Regions from separate parts of the Mus musculus genome. Here region 1 is linked to region 2. The links are chromatin contacts, called in public ChIA-PET maps. All regions are on one chromosome and are shown on one strand. The core of a region is the stretch at or near the end of the contact, and the rest is flanking DNA. Distances in the headings are between cores, read along the strand shown. Region 1 overlaps Gm52887 (a long non-coding RNA gene). Region 2 overlaps Gm38761 (a long non-coding RNA gene).

Region 1 (6,249 bases), core at 665-3,164, 650 kb before region 2:
GGAACGCAGTTAGTGTGGCCGCAGGCGGCTACAGTATTTAATCTCGTGTCCACTGTGAGAAGCTGGTACAGTATGTATCCATTTTCCAAGGTGAAGAACCAATAAACAGTTTGGGACCATGGACTGTCTCTTTCATCAAGAACTGCCATGGGGAACACGGAGCAGCCCTTTGCCGACAGAGCCACAGGCTGACTAAATCTCCTGTAGGAGGCTCATCTGTGCTCCCAGCCACAACCGCAGCCAAGCTAAGGACCTTCACTGATGAGCAAAACAGGAGCTCCTATCCCCCCACCCCCCCCACCCCCATGCTTGAATGTCCAAGAGTGTGAGAGTACCCAGGTCAGGCCTCGCTGGTTATGGACTCCTTTGTGCAGCACCTCACGGATGGCTGGGTGCTCCCCGAGGGGTCTGGGAACTCCAGCTTTGGCTTTCTCGCATCTCAGATTGCGTTTCCCACCCCTGGAACAGTGCTTGGTGCTTCCCTAAAGCCCAGCACCCGCCTGGCTATGGTGTGGGCTAAGTGCAGTCAAGCTCCCTGTGTTTCACCTCCTAAGCCACCTTGACCTGAGGCGAGGCCAGAACATGTACCCACACACTCCAAAATAAATAGATAAATAAATAAATAAATAAATAAATCTCTCACCAAGGCTGATTGCAGCAATAGTCTGTGGATTTAACCATTCACAAGACAGTTTAATGGCACAACACAGCCATTTAACAAAACAATAATACAGGCTACCCCTCTAGTGCTTCTGAGTTCCAAGCACGCATTTCTTCCTATTGAGCAGTGTAAAAGTAACTTGAATTTGTCACATGTAATTATCCTCTTGAAGGCTTACTGATGAATAAATTGACCCTGAATAAATATGTCTAGCTTTTTCTGAATTCTGGCTGGCTGGCTCAACTTAGCTGTTCTGGCTCAAACTCCTCTCCAAGCTGACTGATTCAATCTTGCTCCTCTCGGCTTCACACTGAGTAGCTGTGCTTAGCCTCAAACTAACTCTGGCAATCTGTTCTAATCTTCAGGCTTCGTTCTCTGGTTCATTCTGTCTTTACCTGCAACCTCTCTGTAAAACTGTCCATGTTTAACTGCCTCTTCTCTCCTTCTCTCTGTCTCTCTCTATTCTACTCTCTTAAGTAGCCTTCCTTTCCAGTCATGAGAGTTGGGTGTATCCTATATCTGACTCATTCCATCAAATCTTTCTTTGCTTTGTTACTTTGTCTCTCAATTAGACACCATTTTCAAACATGGTTGTTTACTTCTACAAATTAACTTTACTTCCATTCTGAGAGATTACAGGTGTGTACTAAAAGAGTGTCTCTTTTCCAGCCAGAGAGATTAATGGTGTGTGGTGTGTCTACAATCTAGCCAGATCACACAGGTGTAGGTCTTTGGATGGGAACCCTTGCCATAGCAGCCATGCTGCTGGATTAAAGTTCCACTACAGAGTGGGCCTCAAATCCAGTCAGAAGGCAGGTGGTAAAGCCATTACCATGTAATGTTTTCTCAGGTGTAAAAAACTGAGAAATCTCATCTCAACCACATAAGGAAGCAGAAAGCAAACAAGTGGGAGAGTGCTATCAAAGTCCTCCCATAGTGGCATGCTTCCTCCAGCAGGCGCGCATATACTGTAGTTTCTATTACCTCCTCAAACAGTGTCACCCACAAAGGGACACATAAATGAGGCTGTGGAGGAACACATCATTTAAGCCACCAGTTAACTCTGTAACAGTCGTGCTACTATTGCAGCAGTGGGCACATCTTGGCTGGCAGCTCAGTAGTGCAGAACACAGAGTCTACAGCTGTGTCCTGTTGTTATTAGTGACTTTTTTTCCTCCCTCCTACCTACTGCCCATATCTTCTGGCACTATGAAAGCTATCCAGCTTAGGCCCTACTTCTTATCTTCTTGTGTCCTGAAGTCAACACATGTGAAATCTTTACTGTTCAGGCCAAACTATCTAAGCCTTATTAGCAACCACTAGCTGTGGCAACAGCCTGCATTGTTTTAGAGACCTTAAGAGGCTCTCTGATAACATTGCACAAAGAGGAAGTTCACCTTTAGTGCTCTTGTTTTTACTGTCTTCTGGGAGTGGTTTTTTTCTTCCATACACCATATTTTCATACAAACTATTATAACAAGTACATTTAGCTTACAAAATAGCAGGTTTACTTACAGCTTTCTCATATACCAGTAGTGCTGGTTGGCCCTTTCCCCAAGCCACTCCTTCCCCCACCCAATCCCACTAACATCTTTCTTTTTTTTTTTTTTCACTAACAACTTTTTACTCCCCAGTATTACCATCTCAATTTTAATATCACACGTGTCCTCTTATATATTCCACCCCCTACCACAAACCTCCTTCCTCTCCCTTCATGGCCTCTTTTTGGTTTTCTGGCCTCTAAACACACTCACTCCTAAATAAATGCACATATATAAGAACTAGAACCTAGGATTCACATATGGTAAAGCTGTCGTTAAACCTGTACAAGTACACACTGCCATGCAAGCGCATATCTTACACACATATAGTAGCAGTGGCAGTAGTAGTAGCAGCAGCAGCAATAATAAATTTAATTAAGAAGTTTAAGTGAGATGCAGGGGCAGAGCACTCCAGAGATGACGTCTACGTGACACCATTTGGAAAACATCCAGAAGCTCCGGGTGCTACTAAGATGAGCAAGTAAGTGAGAGAGAGAGAGAGAGAGAGAGAGAGAGAGAGAGAGAGAGGCAGAACAGTGTGTGTGCAATGAAGAGAGGAGGAACCAGAGACTTGAGGGTAGTGATGAACAAGCTGATATGAGTAGACTTCAGTGCCACTGGGGGCCATGGTGAGGTCCTTCCCTGTGCTGATACTGACGGCCATGTCTGCCATGGTCCTGCAGCAGCAGGTAACTGTGTCGATGTCCATGGCCCATGTTACCACCTAAGACCATGCAGACATTCCTGGTCTGGACTGACTCCTGGGGCCATAGCCCTGCCCCTCACTGGGAGAGTGGCCCACAGCTTGCCTGGGCTGCACAGTAGAGGTGGCCCTGGTGATGTGGGAGTAGAAGAGACAGCCTTGTTCCTCTTCTGAGAAGTACTGGAGACCTGGCTCAGATGGTGTGGGTGTGGGACAGCTGTTAGGCTGAGCATCTCAGCTACTACCCAGGCCCAGATTCAAGACTTGGTGCTGGCCCACCCCCACATCTACCCCATCTCTGAACTGCTGGAGCAGGTAAAGGGGCCACTCCTCCAGAACCAAAGCTACAGGATCTGCATGACACAAGTCAACAACAGGATATCCAAGAAGAGTCCTGGTGAAGATCCAATATTGAGAGTGTAGCAGAAGCCAGAGACCTTGAACCAAACCAAGGACTCACTGTAATGAACATTTGCAAGAAAGGCTGTTTCTCCCACAGCAAAATTTTCACAATGATAGTTGTTTGTTTGTGTTTGTTGGGGGGGGGTGGGGAGGAGGTTGGGGGGTGGGGAGGAGGTTGGGGGGTGGGGAGGAGGTTGCGCGGTTGGGAGGGGATATGGAGGGATGGAAAGATGAGTGGGGTTGGGGGCCACGGTGTGAAATTCACAAAGAATCAATAAAAAATTTAAAGAAAAAGAAAAAAGTTTAAGAGAGATAAAAAAAAGTTTCAAGCACTTCCCAAGTACTGCGAAATAACCTAATAAAGCCTGTGGTGGCCTAATTTTTTATTTGTCAACAATAAACTCAAGAAACCCTGAAATAAATATGCAAATATCAAGATAAGCAAACCCTACACTCAATAATCTTATGTTTAAAAAGTGCACATCTGTGTCTGGAGAGATGACTCAGTGGTCCAGAGAACAGACCGCCCTTGTAAAGCTCTGGGTTCGCAGCACCCATGTCCGGCAGCTCAGCAGCCCCAGGGGGTCTGACACCCTCTTCCTGAACTCCAAAGCTACCTACACTTATGTGCACAGACCTGTACACAGACACATTTGAAAAGAATCAAAATAATATATTTTTAAAACTAGACACTTGTATGATGCATTCCAATAATCAGTATACTTCGGTTCAGTAGAACAGTACTTTACAAGGATGAAAGTCTCTTGGTTTTAATTTTAAATGTATTATTATACATTTTATATACAATAATATACAATGTGTATTTGAGGTTAGTGATTTTAAATTAATATGTTAGTTTTATAACATCACAGAAATCTTGAGATAATCTAAAAAGCAATTGTTTAATGAACGTTATTTATTTAATATATGAATTAGCTAATTACTCAGGAAAATATCATTTGCTAAATGTAGACTTTAAAAATAAAATATTGGTTTCATGAACATAATTTAGCACAAAAAAGTCTAGATACCTGTGCTTATGGATCAGCCTTTAACATTAATTAAAAATGTTTCACATACAGTTGTTAAAGTTTTGATACTCTTATAAACAGATTATAAGATGCATAGTTGTAATGAACCCACACACCTATGGTCACTTGATCTTCGACAAGGGAGCTAAAACCATCCAGTGGAAGAAAGACAGCATTTTCAACAATTGGTGCTGGCACAACTGGTTGTTATCATGTAGAAGAATGCGAATCGATCCATACTTATCTCCTTGTACTAAGGTCAAATCTAAGTGGATCAAAGAACTTCACATAAAACCAGAGACACTGAAACTTATAGAGGAGAAAGTGGGGAAAAGCCTTGAAGATATGGGCACAGGGGAAAAATTCCTGAACAGAACAGCAATGGCATGTGCTGTAAGATCGAGAATTGACAAATGGGACCTAATGAAACTCCAAAGTTTCTGCAAGGCAAAAGACACCGTCAACAAGACAAAAAGACCACCAACAGATTGGGAAAGGATCTTTACCTATCCTAAATCAGATAGGGGGCTAATATCCAACATATATAAAGAACTCAAGAAGGTGGACTTCAGAAAATCGAACAACCCCATTAAAAAATGGGGCTCAGAACTGAACAAAGAATTCTCACCTGAGGAATACCGAATGGCAGAGAAGCACCTGAAAAAAATGTTCAACATCCTTAATCATCAGGGAAATGCAAATCAAAACAACCCTGAGATTCCACCTCACACCAGTCAGAATGGCTAAGATCAAAAATTCAGGTGACAGCAGATGCTGGCGTGGATGTGGAGAAAGAGGAACACTCCTCCATTGTTGGTGGGATTGCAGGCTTGTACAACCACTCTGGAAATCAGTCTGGCGGTTCCTCAGAAAATTGGACATAGTACTACCGGAGGATCCAGCAATACCTCTCCTGGGCATTTATCCAGAAGATGCCCCAACTGGTATGAAGGACACATGCTCCACTATGTTCATAGCAGCCTTATTTATAATAGCCAGAAGCTGGAAAGAGCCCAGATGCCCCTCAACAGAGGAATGGATACAGAAAATGTGGTACATCTACACAATGGAGTACTACTCAGCTATTAAAAAGAATGAATTTATGAAATTCCTAGCCAAATGGATGGACCTGGAGGGCATCATCCTGAGTGAGGTAACACATTCACAAAGGAACTCACACAATATGTACTCACTGATAAGTGGATATTAGCCCCAAACCTAGGATTCCCAAGATATAAGGTACAATTTGCTAAACACATGAAACTCAAGAAGAATGAAGACTGAAGTGTCGACACTATGCCCCTCCTTAGAATTGGGAACAAAACACCCATGGAAGGAGTTACAGAGACAAAGTTTGGAGCTGAGATGAAAGGATGGACCATGTAGAGACTGCCATATCCAGGGATCCACCCCATAATCAGCATCCAAACGCTGACACCATTGCATACCCTAGCAAGATTTTATTGAAAGGACCCAGATGTAGCTGTCTCTTGTGAGACTATGCCGGGGCCTAGCAAACACAGAAGTGGATGCTCACAGTCAGCTAATGGATGGATCACAGGGCTCCCAATGGAGGAGCTAGAGAAAGAACCCAAGGAGCTAAAGGGATCTGCAACCCTATAGGTGGAACAACATTATGAACTAACCAGTACCCCGGATCTCTTGACTCTAGCTGCATATGTAACAAAAGATGGCCTAATCGGCCATCACTGGAAAGAGAGGCCCATTGGACACGTAAACTTTATATGCCCCAGTACAGGGGAACACCAGGGCCAAAAAGGGGGAGTGGGTGGGTAGGGGAGTGGGGGTGGGTGGGTATGGGGGACTTTTAGTATAGCATTGGAAATGTAAATGAGCTAAATACCTAATAAAAAATGGGAAAAAAAACAAAAAAAAAAAACAACAACAAAA
Region 2 (5,524 bases), core at 774-3,273:
AAAAGCTGTCAATTCAAAGTCTGTATCTAACAAAACTATCCACTAGACAACACAGAGCAATTAAGACAGTCTCAGAAAAATAAAAGCTGAGGGAGTTTACATATCATTAGGCCTGACTGCCAAGGGATGCTGAAGAGTAGTCCTGGTCAAGACAGACAACAGGAGTCTGAATCCCCTTGACACATTGTCTTCAATGAGGGTGAGAATCGAGGTTAATAGAAAAGCCACTTCTGTCGTGATGGGTGACTATGAAAGCCAGTGCTTTGTAGTTTTGATTTGTAGTCAAAGATTTAAAGGTAAATGAGTTAAAAGATAAATAACTAATCCATACTGTTGAGAACTGTCTCAGTGACTTTACTCATTGCTCAGAAAAGCCCTTTCAGAAGCTCTTTTGAGAAGGCAGGTTCAGTCTGGCTCAGGGTTTGAGGATAAGGTTCATCAGGGTGGGGTGGGGGAGAGGGTGTTGGTAGCAGGGGTACAAGGTGGCTGGTCATGTGGCAGCCAAGTCAGGAAAAGAGGTGACTGCTGGTTCCCCAATGAGTTTGTCTTCATTATGCAGTCCAGGACCTCCAATAGCATAAAGTGAACCACATTCAAGATGGGTGTTCCCTCCTCTGTTAAACCTCTCTTGTGTGTGATCTCACAGACACACCTTAGAGTGTGTCCTTTGGGTTATTCCAAATGCCACCAAGTTGACAACGAAAAATTTCATCACGTGTTCGTAGCAATGACGTCAGTAAGTCAAAAGAAGACAGAAACATTTGTCAGTTGGTATCAGTGTGAATTTAGAAGCAGGGTGCTATCGGGAGATGCTCAGAAGCACCTGGGAAGACATGGGTTCAACCCCCAGTACAGAGAAATGCACATAGAAAGGAGAGAGGAGTGTCTGCATGTGTGTGGGTTTTGTGAGTTTGTGTGTGTGTTTTGTATGTGTTTGTGTGTCTATGTTCCCTGTGTTGTGTGTGTGTTTGTGTCTTTGTGCAGTCTGTGTATGTGTGTATGTGTGTGTACATGTGTGTGTTGTCTCTGAGTGTGAGGGGTATGAGTACAGGTATGTGTGATGTCTCTGTGTGTGTATTGTGTATGTGTAGAATGTACAGAAAAGGAAGTAACTTAAATTATTCACTGAAAGAAAAAAAAAAAACGCGAAAGGCAAGAATGAGGAAACAGGGGACCGAAAAACTTTGACATGTATAACAGTTAGCAAATGGTCAAAGTGACGTCTGTCTTACCAGAAATGACGCTCAAGGTAAATGGGTTAAAGAATGACAGTCACAACTGAACTTTGCAGATTGATTTCCTTCTTAAGAGCAATCTTATGTACTACAGGCTGGTCTTAAGCTAGCGATGTAGCCAAGTATGACCTTCATCTGATGCCCAGCCGCCAGTTTCCTAGTTCTAGGATCACAGGTGTGTACCACCACGCCTGGTCTATGTGGCACTTGGAATTGAACCCGGAGCTTTGTGTGTGCTAGGCAAGCAATATGTCAACTGAGCTTCCCTAGTTCTGGAAGGTTGATGGGTTTTTGTTTGTTTTTTGTTTGTTTTGTTGTTGTTTTTTTCAAGACAGGGTTTCTCTGTGTAGCCCTGGCTGTCCTGGAACTCACTCTGTAGAGCAGGCTGGCCTCAAACTCAGAAATTCGCCTGCCTCTGCCTCCCAAGTGCTGGAACTAAAGGCGTGCGCCACCACGCCCGGCCAGGAAGGTTGATGTTTTAAAATGATCCAGATATACCTAAAGATATAAATTCATATTTAAATACACTGTAGGCGATCAACTGATTTTCTTAGTAGTGTGTATTTGTTATATAAAATAATGGGCTTCATTATGATTCTTGCTAAGTTTGTATAGTGTACCTTGACCAGACCCCTCCACACACAAACATTATCTTTCCTTACCCTCTGCACAGGCCCTTACCCTCTAAACAACTGACTGTTTTTGAAAGATCCCAGAAGCCATTTGGTGGTGAAAGAAAGCCCCCATCAAGTGATGCTGAGAAGATAAGATAGCCACATGCAAACAATGTGGTTAGAGGCTACTGTGGTGCAATCATAGATGCAGTTCTAGGCACCTGGAAGTCTGAGGCAAGGAGAGGGCAGCTGGCGAATTAAGCAAGACTTAATGAGAAAGAAAAAAAAAAGTAAAAGAGGTAGGGGTTTAGTTCAGTGGTGAGAACTTGTCTATCATCTGTGAGGGTACGGTAGTAATCTGAATTGAAAAAAGAGAGATGAGAAGAAAGAATGGGGTTACCCTTTGTGCCACATTTGAAAAAAATCACAGATGAGTGAATAGAGAAACTGTGATACTCACACATGAAGGGATTTTTCTTCTCAGCCATAAGGAATAAAATTATGACACTGACAAGAATGTGGAGGTAAACGGAGACCATCATATTAAGCAGAATAAGAAGAGAAATACTGCATGTTCTCACTTGTAGGCTCTAGATTTTATACATATACTTTAAGTCATGAGGCTAGGACATAAGGCTGGATATGAGTCTAGGGGGAATAATGGGAGTGGAGGGGCAAGCAAGGAAAGAGTGGGGGATGAATCCAGCCGACGGACGTGGTACAGCTGAGGGAAAATGACTTCCTGATACAGGCCCCATATATGCCAATAAAATTATATAAAAATAATAATTCAAGAGGTCTCAAAGCATCAACTTAAAAACCATAAGCTCAGGAATATGGAAGAAGTTGACTCTGTTAAGGTTCACATATCAAACACCACCATCAAGGAAGTGAACAGAAATTCTGAAGAACGGGGAAAATGTCTGCTGCTCCTTCATCTGATAAGGGATGTGCACTTTGTACAAAGAACTGCTCCAAGCCAGCAGCAGGAGGGCCAGTCACGTCAGCAGCAGGATGAGTCAGCTGAACAGATACAAAACCAGCCAGAAATCTGGACAAAAGGTGCATGTCTAATTCAATGCTGTGTAAATCCTATATATTTTTTAACTTACAACTTTTCATTTTTATTGGTTATTTTATTTATTTGCATTTCAAATGTTATCCACCTTTCCCAGTTTCCCCTCCCCAAGCACCTGATCCGCTCCTCCCTCACCCCTGCCTCTATGAGGGTGCTCTCCCACCCACCCACCTACTCCTGCCTCAGTGGCCTAGTGTTCCCCTATCATGGGTAATCAAGCCACAGGACCAAAGGGCTCCCTTCCCAGTGATGCCAGAACAAAGCAATCCTCCTCTACATATCCAGATGGAGCCACGGGTACTCCCTGACTAGTCTTTGGTTGGTGGTTTAGTCTGAGGAAGCTCTGGGGGGTGGGGGTGGCGGTGTCTGGTTGGTTGATATTGTTGTTCTTCCTATGGGGTTGCAAACCCCTTCAGCCCCTAAAATCCTTGCCCTAACTTCCCCATTGGGGTCCCCTCGCTCAATCTTATGGTTGGCTGTGAGCATCTACATCTGTATTGGTCCGGTCCCGACAGAGCCTCTCAGGGGACAGCTATACCAGCCTCCTGTCAGCAAGCACTTCTTGGCATCAGTAATAGTGTCTGGGTTTGGTGTCAGCAAATGGGATGGATCCCTAGGTGGGGCAGTCTCTGGATGGCCTTTCCTTCAGTCTCTGCTCCACTCTTTGTCCCTGTATTTCCTTTTGACAGGAGGAATTCTGGATTAATATTTTTGAGGTGCATGAGTGGCCCCATCCTTCAACTGGGGGCCATGCCTAGCCACTGGATATGGTCTCTACAGGTTCTATCTCCCCGTTGTTCAATATATTAATTAACCAATAGTTTAAAATGAAAAGGTCATCTCTATTGTCTCCAAAAAGTAGCAGCAATCTTTACTCTCCTTTCAACAAATGGAACCCAGTAGTTTGAAACAGAGCCCAGACCGGTGTTTGCTTGTCAGGGTCCATCCTGTGAGAGGGAAGTACAGAGGTGTTAGGACCCAAGCAGCTTACACATGAGTCACCAAGACAAGACCACAAAAGTGACATGACAATCTGATAATGCAGAGTCATCAGAAGCAGAAAACTAAAGCACGAGTAGGCTGAACTATCAATATAAGGACGAAGAAAAATATAAGCATTAAGAAGAGCCAGATAAACAATCACAAACAAGTAAGAAAAATCACCTTTAAAACTGGCTAATATAGTGGGATAGAGATTTAATATAAAGACAACTATATATATATATATATATATATATATATATATATATATATATACTAGTTACAAGGTACTAGGGAGATGTTCCTCACTTAAAATGACAGCCAAACAATAACCAAACATCAGCAACTAAAACATCTAGGAATGAATTGTCCTGGGGGAATTTTATGTAACTGGAAATTTCAAAATGCCACCATGATGATCACAAAAAGACTTGCATAAGTGAAAAAGTCCACCATTTCTGAACTTAAGAACCAAAGAATATCATTTATCCTGCAGTTAGTAAAGCTTGTTTTATTTGTGAGACTAGGATATTTTTGGAAGTAGAGAAGTTAACTTTAAATATAATTGGGAAAAGTAAGCATAACAATTGTTAACAGGCAGGCTGGAGAGATGGCTCAGGGGCTAAGAGCACTTACTGCTCTTCCATAGGTCCTTAGTTCAATTCCCAGCAACCAAATGGTAGCATACAACCATCTGTAATGGTGATCCAATACCCTGTTCTGGTGTGTCTGAAGACAGCTATAGTGTACTCATGTAAATAAAATAAATAAATCTTATAAAAATTGTTAGTAGGCTTCTTATTAAAAAATAGAGAAGGATTCTTTCACCAGTAATAGGTAACTTTTACAGTGTATTGTGAGGTAAAGAAACTGGAATCCTCTGCAATTAACACTGTGGGAAGTTGCTGCGTAAATGTCGGTGACACTATGAAAATATTGTTTCGTATATACCTAGTGGTCTAGGGACATGCTATAGTCAACAAGAAGTCACTTACGGAAAAGACAGACTACTTGAAAATTGGTTCTGGCAACAGAGTGGTCATCTGAAACAAAACTAAATTGGATTCTAGCATACACCACTCAGGTCTAAACGACTGTCAGCTTTTCTTTATTGCTTCCTTTGTTAAAGAAGAATGGGAAATCCTATTTATTCAAAAAGTATTCAAATGCAAACGTCCTAAGATGGCAGATTGACACAATCTATTCTCTGAAAAAAATCTTCTCTTGTAGAACAAAACAATAAACAAAAGGCAGAGTGAGAAAATGTATTTATATTTTACATCATTGACAATGAGCTAATCTCCCAATTATATAAAGAATTATTAACAGTTTGTAAGAAGGGGAAAAAAGCAATGGATAAGCATTGCTTAGGTCTAGACACCTGTACAGCCCACACATGTATTTATATACTGAAATTAACACTGCCAAGCTTTGGTATGAGAGGGTGGGACCTTTGTGGAGTAATGAGGGCACGCAGATGAATTCCCCCATGCAGGACATCAGCAGTGTGACAAGAGGGGCTTCAGAGACCTACATGCCTTACCCCTCCACCATGGGGATATGGAGAGAAGGCTGCTGTCTCTGATACTGGCACGAGGACCTCACAGACGGGGTCT

Evidence for each region. ChIA-PET counts read pairs in DNA pulled down with a chosen protein or histone mark.
Region 1: an SMC1A ChIA-PET map of the G1E-ER4 cell line shows a contact between it and region 2, with 7 read pairs. The contact joins two enhancer-like sites. A contact is called at or near these places in 2 of 39 promoter capture datasets (hippocampal neurons and liver), 2 of 15 datasets of contacts at CTCF or cohesin (the G1E-ER4 cell line and the NIH/3T3 cell line) and 1 of 115 datasets of contacts at active chromatin or transcription factors (embryonic stem cells).

Annotation. Positions count from the first base shown.
Region 1 is chr6:5,310,931-5,317,179 of GRCm38.p6, reverse strand. The region is part of intron 2 of Gm52887 (a long non-coding RNA gene); the gene reads right to left. Among named protein-coding and RNA genes, the nearest start is that of Gm52887, 14 kb to the right of the region's middle. Within about 2 kb of position 1,914, at least 44 of the 459 cell types and tissues checked have an H3K27ac peak or open chromatin away from gene starts, as enhancers often do. A contact at or near this core is called in the G1E-ER4 cell line, where this site is marked.
Region 2 is chr6:4,661,005-4,666,528 of GRCm38.p6, reverse strand. Gm38761 (a long non-coding RNA gene) reads right to left here. Exons shown (of 2, transcript XR_868766.2): 2 at 5,159-5,524. Among named protein-coding and RNA genes, the nearest start is that of Gm38761, 9.2 kb to the right of the region's middle. Within about 2 kb of position 2,023, at least 17 of the 459 cell types and tissues checked have an H3K27ac peak or open chromatin away from gene starts, as enhancers often do. A contact at or near this core is called in the G1E-ER4 cell line, where this site is marked.